Linked DNA regions of Gasterosteus aculeatus: region 1 is linked to region 2. The links are chromatin contacts, called in public Hi-C maps. All regions are on one chromosome and are shown on one strand. The core of a region is the stretch at or near the end of the contact, and the rest is flanking DNA. Distances in the headings are between cores, read along the strand shown. Region 1 overlaps LOC120826198 (oxysterol-binding protein-related protein 10). Region 2 holds the start of LOC120826334 (transmembrane protein 42).

What was found. A called contact is a pair of places that touch in the nucleus more often than the background predicts.
Region 1: a Hi-C map of skeletal muscle shows a contact between it and region 2, with 4 times the contacts expected there. The contact joins the enhancer-like site here to the promoter of LOC120826334 in region 2. A contact is called at or near these places in 4 of 6 Hi-C or Micro-C datasets (skeletal muscle, tail fin and whole body).

Annotation. Positions count from the first base shown.
Region 1 is chr10:6,176,918-6,182,928 of fGasAcu3.hap1.1, reverse strand. It overlaps LOC120826198 (oxysterol-binding protein-related protein 10), which reads right to left. Exons shown (of 14, transcript XR_013450984.1): 8 at 3,956-4,105; 9 at 3,383-3,860; 10 at 1,684-1,870. Among protein-coding and RNA genes, the nearest start is that of LOC120826198, 38 kb to the right of the region's middle. Within about 2 kb of position 2,933, at least 1 of the 9 cell types and tissues checked has open chromatin away from gene starts, as enhancers often do.
Region 2 is chr10:6,132,232-6,138,198 of fGasAcu3.hap1.1, reverse strand. It overlaps LOC120826334 (transmembrane protein 42), which reads left to right and starts at 3,965. Exons shown (of 3, transcript XM_040188514.2): 1 at 3,965-4,623; 2 at 5,141-5,287; 3 at 5,562-5,967. The coding sequence starts at 4,447. The coding sequence ends at 5,705.

The DNA.
Region 1 (6,011 bases), core at 1,684-4,183, 46 kb before region 2:
AATTTAAAGCTGCCGGGCAAAGACTATTCGTTTTTTGATTACAGTTGCAATCAAAATTATTCAACCCCCCCCATTGCACATTAGGTTTATTGGCAAAATATACAATTTCTCAGCTGTTTGCAATAAACAAATTACACAAGAATTGTTTAAGTAGTTTAATGAAAATATTACAAAGGTTTTATCCAAATTCAACACAAAATGCTACTTTGCTAAATGATTCAACCCCTTCGTGACCAGCATCTTCAGTACTTAGCGCACCCTTTGAAATGATTCAACTTCCTGTATCAAGCACACCTGGTGCAATCAAGGTTACTAATTAGTTCAGGTGTGCTAGAGATAGAACACATAAATACCTGGTCTGGCTCAGGCATATTTCTAAAATGCAAACAAATCCCAAGTCAAAAATTGTCCAAAAAGTTCAGAGGAGAGCTCATTGCCTTGCACAAACAAGGAAAAGGATGCAGAAGCACTGAATGTCCCTAGAAATACAGTTGCAAGCATAGTTTGCAAGTTCAAAGATGAAGGAACAGTGGCTACACTACCTGGACGTGGCAGAAAGAGGAAACTATCAGCGGCTGCCACCAGATTCCTGAGGAGGCAAGTGGTCAAAAACCCTCGAGTGACTGCAAAACACCTGCAGCAAGACTTGGTGGCAGCAGGCACTGAGGTTTCAGTTTGCACAGTAAGGCGCATACTAAACACTGACGGGTTCCATGTCTGGACTCCAAGACGCACACCACTACTGACCCAAAAGCACAAGAAAAGTCTCCTCCAATATGCTGAAAACCATATGAATAAGCCACCGAAGTTTTGGAAAACTAGAACTATTTGGTTCTATGGATCAGCGCTATGTCTGGAGGAAGAAGAACACGCCCCTACAGTGAAGCATGGCGGTTGCTCAGTGCTGCTTTGCTGCCTCCGGCACTGGCAGCGTGTGGAGGGCACGATGGATTCAGTCAAATATCAGGAAATCTTTAGGAAAAAACGGAATGTTGTCTGTGATGAAGCTGAAACTTGGGCGTCATTGGACCTTCCAACAGGACAATGATCCCAAGCGTACCTCAAAGTCCACCAAGGCTTGGTTTCAGAAGAAGCAAAGGAAGATTCTAGAGTGGCCGTCACAGTCGCCTGACTTGAACCCCATCGAAAATCTCTGGGGGGATTTGAAGAAGGCGGTTGCAAAACGCACACCAAAGAATATTACTGAACTGGAGGCCATTGCCCGTGAGGAACGGGCTAAGATTCCTCAGGAACGCTGTCAGAAGCTGGTGTCTGGCTATGCATCACGTTTGCAGCAGGTCATAACAGCAAAAGGGTGCTCTAAGTACTGAAGATGCTTGTCATGAAGGGGTTGAATCATTTTGAGACTGCAGTAAATTCATTAAAAATAGCATTGTGTTAAATTTGGATAAAACATTTGTAATATTAGTTTCATTAAACTACTTGAACAATGATTGTGTAATTTGTTTATTGCAAACAGCTGAGAAATTGCGTATTTTGCCAATAAACCTAATGTGCAATGGGGGGGGTTGAATAATTGATTGCAACTGTAGATTTCAATTGAACAACGCTGTACTAAATACCAAGACTTCATTTTCATGGTTAAACCGTACTATGACTAACTTCCCAAATCCCATACTGACTATTGGGGTTTATTTGACGTACAGGCAGGGAAACGCTCACCTGTGCACCTTCCCTCCGTAGAAAGGTTTAGTTTGGAAAGTGACGGTGGCGGAGTAGCCGCTCTTGACGCAGTTGATGGAGACTTTGCCTCCCAGCTCCACCCAGGGCACAGTGAGGATGGAGCGAGCGTAGGCACACGGCAACGTGAAGACGTACTCCTCATCGTGCTCCAAGAGGCACAGCACCCCTGTAAGGGAAACCTCTTTCAGATGCACCGTAATGTACAAAAACATTTTCTTAGGGAAGCGAATAACTCAAAAGATGTTCTGTAATAATTTGTCCGTTTTTCCGATCAAATGTTGCAGGATTTGAGGCTGATACATAAAAGGTTCCTGGCTAGTGATGCGGCTGTAAAATATTTAAATTTTGCACTTGTCAGACATTTGTACACTCAAATTAAATATCCTACATGAAAAATTAACTTAAATCTAATGACTCTCTCATACGGTTGATATTACATTTCATGTCCCGTGTATAAGCAATAACGACTAACATTATTTAAAGAGATTGCAGGCAGCAATAATGGTTTTCTATTACAATAATAAAGTTGTCAGCACAAATAACTCACTGAAGAACATGTGAACATCTCCTTCAGGCCTTGCGTTCATAAGAGGCTTTATAATAGAACAGATAGAACAGATACAAATAAATACATTTCAAGAAGCTCTGTGTCAAACTGAATTAATTGGATTTGTTCCTATTATTGATCCACTGTATTTTTTAACTCATTTGGCACGAGTCCTTTCCCAATACTGTGCTAAATTTCAAATAAAGTAGTAGCGGGTAGAAAGAACAATGTTTCCGTTAATTTGTCTGAATGATCAACTTCAATAGTGCAGAGAAATAAATGCTCAGTTAGATGAGACCAAAACCGCTCATGTCTGCACAATAGATGAAGATACCACTCACACTTCACACCGGCCATCAGAATCTACCCTTCCTACATATTTCAATGTTGAACTGTTGACTGGTGTGTAATAATTGAGTATGTATCCTTCCTAGCGGCTGATCACAGGGGTCAAAGCAGATGCACTAATGTTTCATTTTTTGTTGCTGAATCCCTGCCAATCAGTGAGAAAACACACAACATGAGGGCCGCCACCGTGACGCTGCACACAGGTGGTCCGAGGCACAGTGAAGCCCGACAAAGCGGTATTGATTTACTGAATGGGTGCAGTGGATTTGGCTGAAGGACTTCCTGCGCTCAGGGTGACTCGTGCTGCGCGCGGCGGGCAGCGCGGGCCGACGTATTGATTTCCACTGTGACCGTGTTCTTCAACCAAAGGGCTGATTAAAGGAAATATTCAGCTTGCACAGGTATCATGTTACAAAAGGTGCGCTGTATTTAAAGGGCCCTGGTTTTGTTTGGAGCTTTGTCATTTCATGGGGCCGTAGTATTAAAAAATATATTTTCTGTAATATTAAGCACAAGATATTTTGTGTATCCGCCTGTACTGTAGAATTTCTGCAGTAATTATATGCTTGTCAGTCCTGTCATTTTGTAATTTAACTCAACAGGATGCTGCAGTAAAAGAACATTTGTGCTCGAACAACCTATCTTGTATAAATAAATAAAGCTTAGCAATATACTCCAGTATGCAGACAGCATATATAAGTGTAACGGTATAAAACATTAAAACTTAAGCCCTGCTTTAGTGTGTGTGACCATTTATACATCCCATGTTACGGGTGAGCTCACCTTCTCCCACCATGGACACTCCGATGGACATCCCCATGAACTTGCTCTTGGTCCACACGTGGGCACTGACGCACATGCTCTTCTCCCGGCACTCGCAGTAAAACCCCGACACCGGCGGGTGATGGGACACCTGCTCGGCCACGAAGCGAACTCGGTAGCATTCTGCGGGCGAATCCTCGGCCTGCTGCGCGTTGCCGGAGGAGCCCTGGCCGGACCGGACCGGCGGTCTGACCTTGTCCCGAGGCACTTCCCAGGAGCAGTGGAAGGTCTCCCCCAGCACGGGGTTGTAGGGCTTCTTGGCCACGGCGCCTTTGCGCCCCTCGTGGAAGGCGGTCAGGTAGTACTCGACAAAGCGCACTATCCGGTCCTCAGCGGTGGCCCCCGCTGTGATTGACAGGAACATGTCCGGGTGGGCCATGAAGTTGGCGTACATCTCCAGCAGTGATCGCTTTTCCAAAATGAAGGTTGGCAGAACCACCTGCGAAACCCAGAGGACACGGCTTTAAAAGTCACACACACACACTCAAAACGTTTATATTCACGTGTCTGTGGCGTCGTTCAAAGGTGCGTTACCCGCGTGAGGTCCATGCCCAGTTTGAGCTGGGAGAGCAGGTGGAGAATGACGCTCCGCTGGTCGTCCAGGACACCCAGGTCCTCCTCGTCGTTGTCCTCCGTGTCCGTCACCTCCTCCATGGGGTCGATGTCCTCCAGCCCCGGGAGGTGCTGAGAAATCACAAAGAGAAATAGAAAATGTAAAAAAACAGATTCCTCCTTTAGAGCTCGCTTTGAGATGATCATGCAGGCATTATTCTATGTTTCAAGATATTTTAATAGCCTCTAAAAGGACACAATCCAAAAGATCAATGTTACACTTTACTGGCAACTTAAGAGACAAGGAGCAAAAAGGGGGTAAATTGCTTTAAAAAACAAAACAAAATTCTGCCAGGCAAAGGAGGAAGATTCTGCCAATGATGCAGTCACACGGAGGACAGACTTAGTTTACTTTAGGTTACAGAAGCAGCTTATAAACACCAAAAGAAGCGCAGCATTTATTTTGGCACCCAGAGTGCCTCTTGTTTACTTCACAGCCCTCAGCAGACGGCACAATGCCTCTACGTGCGCTCTGGTCAAAGAGGTAAGAAGTCGTGTCCGTGTTTGTGTTGCAGCTTTGAACTGGAGAACAAACCCAATAAGAAAACAAGCCTCCCCCCCCTGTATAATAGTAGGGTGAACACTGCAGTGCATGTGTGTCTTGTAGCAAATACCTTATTCAAGGGAAGCTACAACTGGTTAAAAAAAAAGAAAAAAAGAATGAAGGAACAGAACGTGAAGCGAAACACGCAGCATCATCATCATCTCGCAGAGCACTGAAGAAAGATAGATGATGGGATCAGGAGCCTCTCAGTTACCTGAATATTTCATGCATGCATGCAAAAAGCTTCATACTCAATGAGCACACCCACACACATACAAAACAAAAGACACACGCGGGGGATGGCGTGCTTGTACAGGCCTCCCTGGTCCTTGATAGGTATATAAGTGTGGGGGGGGAGGGGGGGGGGGGGGTGTTCTCATTCCAGGGGTTCTAACTAATTAAAGAGGCTTTGGACAGGAACTCATGGCCCGAGAGGCCCGAGCATCTCAGCAGAAACCCTCCAGTAACTGGAGCAGCGTCATCAGCAACGACTTCTTAATGCAGTCCAACTTGTCCACAGGTGGGTAATAATAATGCATTAGTGCAGGGGTGTCCAAAGTCCGGCCCGGGGGCCGATCATGGCCCGCAGTCAGATTCCATACGGCCCCCACATTCGCTATGTATGTATCATTTATGGCCCCCAAATAAATCATAAAACTTACTAATGCAATTCCTCCTTTGACAGACAGCATTACTTCTGACTCGTGTTTAAAATGATCATGAACACATTGATCAACTTGATGGAAGCGTAAGGTGGGTACAGTTTGTTCAACGTTATTTGACTCTCATATGAATGAAACGCAGAATTGTGTCTTTAAGAGTTGTTCACGCCTGCCGGTGTGGCTTGTATTTGGCTACATTGCAGTTTGAAAAATAATAAAATAATACAAAAATATGATTGTGACAATGAAAATGTGCAACTTTTATGGTTTAAAAGGGTAAGAATGGACTATTGGCCCACAGGCATCCTCACGTCATCAAATCCGGCCCTCTTAGAAAAAAGGTTTGGACTCCTGCATTAGAGTATTTGAATCAACAGTGGTTAAGGGTTAAAAGGTCAAAGCGTAAAGGCTTCAGAATGATATTTGATTAGACATTCATTCCATTGTAACACTATTACTCGTCGTGCATTTCCTATCAATCATATTTCCACTTGTCTCCACCCTCTGTTCTACAAATGCTAAGACCAAGTTCAACCTTCTAGTGCGATAAAAAGTTCACTATAAACATTGACATTTTTCTGTCAATCTATATATTAAACTGTTTAAAAATGAAAAGCTGAGCTAAAGATCTGGTTGCACCAGTGGAGCTTAGTTCTGATGGATTTGTAGTTTAACTTAAATGTGAGCTATAAAGCGTTCGTACCAGTTTGAACCAGTCATTAATTTAATAATCTCAGACGTCTCACTGATCCGGGTGGGAATAAACTTTTGA
Region 2 (5,967 bases), core at 2,716-5,215:
AGCTTTTAATTGATCCTGGCATCTGAAAGGCATCCGTAATAAGTGTAAGAATGAGGAGTTTTGCCGAGTAGCAGAGTTCATTTTAGGGGAGTCAGAATTATAACAAAAGCTCAGCCATCTCGTCTGGGTGAGCTCGTCCATCCTTGTCCCTGACTGATATCTGCATCCTCATCACATCCTCAAACCACATCTCCTCCTCTGAGACTGAGACTCCAAATCAAAAGCCACATTGGAACGTACCGAGGAACGCGACCGACCCGTTTGTTTCTATGTGTCCGCTGGCGCTGCGTTCGCAGAGAACAGCTACATGGGATTAGCATTCCCCACCTGGTCTAATTGTTCCTGGCAGAGACTGAGATGAGCTCTGCATGTTTTGGGAACATTTTATCTAAACTCTGCTGCCAGCCAACATGTCTTGAATAAAAATGACTCCCTTTCGGCTCTTACTTTGTTTTTTTTGTAAATTAATCTTACAGTTGTTTGGTTTATTCAGTTTCAGGTCATTTTCTCAATGAGAGGGTTCTGTCTGTCTCATTATAAGTTACATGTGATGCTTGACTTGCTAAAAGCTTGCCCATGTTTGAACAACAGCCTGTATTATTCACAAAACCCGGCAACCTTGCTACTACTTAATGGACTGGAAGGGACTGTACACCCTGCAAAGCTGACAAGGTCATAAACCTGTGTGTGTGTGTGTGTGTGTGTGTGTGTGTGTGTGTAGGTGTGTGTGTCGTTGTGTATAAGACGGTAAACTGAGAGCAGGAGTCATTTCATAGTTCAAGGGTGTGTGTCTGCCTGTGAGTGAATATTTGACTTCTCAGCATGCTGCCTCTGTCCATGGGGCTGATGGATGAAGTCGTGCATATTCATCAAGGCAGCTAAATAATACGGCTTCCTGATACACAGAGATGGATGTGGAGGCTGTAATGGTCACACTTCAGATAGCGTCATACGGACGCTACTTGGAAGGTCAGAACAACTTTAAAAAGCTCTGCAGGAAAGATGATGGCTAATTTAGACCAGGGTCTAAAAGACCGTAAACACAACTGCCCTGTGTATTGATGTTAAAAGAAAGCCAAGGCACTTTAATTTTTTATATCGTACAAGTGAAAAACTGTGTTTAGATACCAAAACAAGCATTGTAAATGACATGACAGCATAGGATGGAATCTGCAAGTATGCAAGTCTTTGCACGATCAGATATCACAATGTCATTTCTTTTATCAGCCAACTTCTGCAACAGCAACACGTGACACGCGCCACCTGATCCATTCATAACCTTAACTGGGCAGGACTCTCCTGCTCGGCTAGATAACACTAACAGAGCTTGCAATCAGTTACATTATGATGTGTTTATGCTTTATCCTACGTTATAATAGGTTATAATATTATCACAGTGTGTTCAAATCTAATCTTGTGAAAGGAAGTTTGGGCAAGACACTTGAATAAGTACAGTTGTTTAGGAAAAGATTTGTTTTCACAGCATTAAAACATTAATTTGAGGAAATCGTGACCTGACCTTTGACCTGTTTTTAAAGCCCTGGTATCAGGCCGGTACTCTGCAAATATCGCGAACAATTAGAAATAAAAACCCAAACAATTCTAGAAAACAGTGTACTCGTCCCATTATTGTAATTTGTTCACTTTTTTGTTAAAGCTCTGCTGCACTGTTTAAAAGCAACAGTATGAGATAGCTAAAATATTCCAATTCATTAGTAGCACATGCCACAAAGTATGATTCTGATAAAAAGTGTTCAAGTTCCTATACGTTCAGTTATAGTTAAGGAGTTTTTTCATAAGAACTGTGACTTTGTTACTTTGAAGAACTTGCCAAGCGAGTTCACACAATGTGCAAAACGCCCATCAGGGTAACATGTCTGTATTTCGCAGTGTCTGGTGTCCGTGGCATCTTCTCTGCACTTCTGAAAAAAGAGCTCATGGGATCCGGAAACAGAGAGGGACCAAAGCACCAGAGCTTCAGCTTGGTGTGTAGCATGAGCTATAAGGCTTTCTCAAGAAGTTTTACCTTGAGATTAAATGAAGCAATAACAAAGAGAAAATCATTTTAAAGAATGTATCCATTCATTTGTCAGAATCTACTGCGAGCAATTGACAGCTTTAAAGAGTTGAAATGGTTCCACTAATGAACCCTTCACTCTGAGGGTGGTATTTGTCTTCTTCTTATTTAATCACTGTACAGGACCAGAAGCTGAAGAGGTGAAAGAAGGCACTGCAAGGCAGCGATAGACTTTCAGTTGAAAACCCTCCGTGGGCTTAATTATCGCTCCATTGAACAGGAGCATAAGGGACCGGACCGCCAATTTGCACTGTGGTATTTGTCAGAGGAGCTTCATGCTGGAAACTACAAGTAGGAATAATAGCTAATGGCTCCTCAGACTTTGTCCTGCTAAGCAGAGACTCCAGGCGGAGGACGGGTGTCAAAATGTGACAGGCGGAGGACGGTCATTTCCCTTAAACTTGTTCCAGGGAGGATGAGAGCGGGGAGCCTTCTGACAGAGACACCTTGCTGCTTTCCTTCTGCACTGTCACAAGGTTCTTTTGGTTCACTGCAAATAACACAAGCTCTGGCCCTGCATTGTTGTGGCCTTGCGTAATCCCTGCAGTTATGTTACGAGGTCACCAAAGCAACCAGGTTGTATTTCAAGCAAATCGCTGCCTCAGAGTGAGTTATTTGCATGAGGTCGAGTTGAATGTGGACGTATTTGTCTGAAGCACGTTGGAGACACCTGCTGGCCTGAAAAGCCAACTCGGCTTTTACATTTCATCAGGATGAAACGGTGAGGGTCACCTTCAGGACGTGATCACATTTCCTTTAGAGGGTTGTTCTGCCCATACTAAACAAAAGGTAGATACTATATGGTCAAGACTGTGAGTGCAGTTACTGCTCTCGCAGTTTGTGAATCACCACCTCCATCTCTGCACGTTCAGACAGTCAAACAGACAGACAGCTAATAGGCCCCTTTCTCACAGGATGTAAATAATGCTAATGGTATCACCTGAAAACAACTTGACAATTGCGCCCCCCCCCTTTCTCGAATCTGGGGTCGCTGGTGACCCCAGATTTTTTAAGTAAACGCCCTCAGAACCGATTACTTGGCACGCCATCACAGTGGAGGAGTTACCGGCTAACGGGACAAACTGACATGTTGGTAGTGGTGTCCATGTTAAATAAAGTGGGCTGTCGCTGAATCACACAATTGATTGTTGGGTCAATTCAGATACAGTTGTAAACTGACTTTATTGTGCTTTTTATCGTTGTGCATTTCACAACCACATCCCCATAAGACAATTCAAAGTTATAGCAAATTATCTACATTTTGTTTGAGATAATATGGTCTATAGTTCAGTAAATAATCAGTATAAAAAGGCTCAAATAAACCTTTAAACCTTTATGCGTCTGGGCATTATTCCAGTTCATCAATTATTATTCACTATTCAGCTTAATATAAACTATTTTCCATTTGTAGCCAAATAAAACAATAACCCAACATTCTGTCTCAGAAATAAGATTTTGTTTTCCGTTTGTCAGAGCATAAATCTTACTGCCAGATTGATTTATTTTTATTTGATTGAAGTTATTATTGTCTTTAAGTCCACTACAACACTGAGACCTTTCTTTCTTTTTGGTGCCTGCCGAGTGTGATGAAGAGACGAATGTCTGTCTTTCATGCTCAGATTAATACAATTCAGTCCAAACCGCACATTCACGGCGATGACTCCATTTTCCATTCCTAATTAGGAGAAAAGGTTAGTTTGGTTCTGGTTCACCCTTTCTGACGGGCTCGTCTCTCTTTAAAGGGCACAGACGAGAGGAGATGAGGATCACGTGTGTGAGCATCTGCTGTCCTACTGCACCCTCACACACACAGACACACACTCTCTCTCTCTTATCCATCCATCCCTCGTGCACCCAGTGTGTTTTCATGCAATGCACCTTTATAATGCAGCTCATCAGTATGCTGCAGGGAACAGAGGTCATACGTTACTGTAGGCTGTGCCCACACACAAGGGCATTAGATTAGCATCGATTGGCCCCTATTAGCCTCTTAGGCTAAATACCAAAGAAGAATACGGAGTACTCCAATGTATTCTCTAATGATCCGCTTAATCTCTTTACAGAGGCTACACAACTGTATCTCGCAGCTGCCTCAAACTCATCCTTCACTCAGTTAAGGTTGCAGCATGATGGAACTACCTTTCCCAGAATGCAACATTAATCCAACCACGGCGCTGCTACGCGTGGACCATGTGTGACACCGCCACCGGACGGACGTCTGGAGACGGTGCAAGAAGACGTGCCACACGCACGCACGCGCGCGCGCGCACGGAGCAGGCACACACGCACGCGCGCGCACGGAGCAGGCAGGCGGCGACAGAAACGTAAACGGCGGATCAGAAAACAATGCGTCTCGGCTCGTCGCCGTCATGTTGCCGGGAGTTGTCTACGCGCTGCTGGCGGGTTTCCTCGGGGCCGTGGCGTCTTCGTCGGCCAAGCTGTCCCTCGGAGCGGACTACCTGAAGGGGGTCTGCGAAACCGGACTCCGGACGTGGGGCGAGCAGCGGAAATTCAGGCACGCGGACGAAACAACCGCCTGCGACCGGGTGAGGCGTCTCCGCGTGGGTGATCTTCACCGCGAGGAGCGAACGGGGTGGAGAGGATGGGGAGGTTATATATAGCTATATCTATATATCTATATTATACATATATATGAGGGGAGGGTTTCTTTCTGAGAAGGTGTTCAGGTGTCGTGTTGTGACCCTCTGCACAGTGACCTTCACGCCGCGCGCACACGTCACAGGATGATGTCACCGACGTCTGCAGACGGCAGTCTGGATTCCTATTTAGTGTTGGAACATCCGAGGTTTACCACCGCTAGAAACGAGTAACACAAAACGCTCCCAATATGCACCATCTGGGATTTCCTAAACCGTGTAATGCGGATGGTATTATAATGCGGTCACTGATATAATTCATTCTTTACAAGAATATTTGCAATGTTTGAATGTAACGTAGTGTACTGAGGTACAATTGTCGATGCCCCTTGTACCTGCGTCTCTATGATGCTCAGTTTATGCATGAAGGCGCACACAAATCAATGGGCATGTTGTCGTTCTGCAGCTTCACATCCCTCTGAGGCTGCTGTGTGGCGGGCTGCTTTTCACCTGCAATGCCGTCATGTGGACCTTCCTCGCTAAAGCACTCAGGTACTCCTCTTCCTCCACCCAAACCACTGTGACCACCACCGCCTCCAACTTCATATCTTCCGTAAGTAACAGTCTCATCCTCTCGTAGCACCTCCCACACGCCCATGTAGTCTGCCGCCACGTGTCCTCTAAGCCTCATAGAAAACCGTTCATTTCAGTCACTTTTGTCCTTCTGTAAGCTGCGTTCGTTTAGAAAATAGAGTGGACTATATTCAACTCCCTGTTTCACATGTTCCCTGAAGGCATCCTTCTCACCGGTTATTTTAATGAAATTGGAGAGAGTGATTTCCTTTTGTAATGAAGACACCCAGATTCATTATTTTTGTCCCCCGCAGGCTTTTCTTGGCCAGCTGATCTTTGGTGAAGCCCAGATAACGTTGTGGTGGGTCGGCATCTCCCTGACCTTCTCCGGTCTGTTGGTGCTGCAGAGGGTTTCACCGCAGGACGGGCAACATGACGCAGTCGCCAAGGACGAATAACTTGTCTCGTCTCCACTAGACGGGTCCGGCCTGGCTCCGGCTGGCTGTGGAATGAGGTGTGGTTTCTTGTTGCTGTCTCCTCTGATTTGAACATCTATAGCCAAAGGAAATGAAGACCTTAAGAGGGAATTTCCAGTTCTATAGTTCCCCTTAAACCCAATTACTAGTTTAATTGATTTGAATTGTTTCCTGAATAACCCAAATGACACTTAAATTGCATCCTTCCTGATGAAGATGACGAACAAATCCTTGTAATGTTACT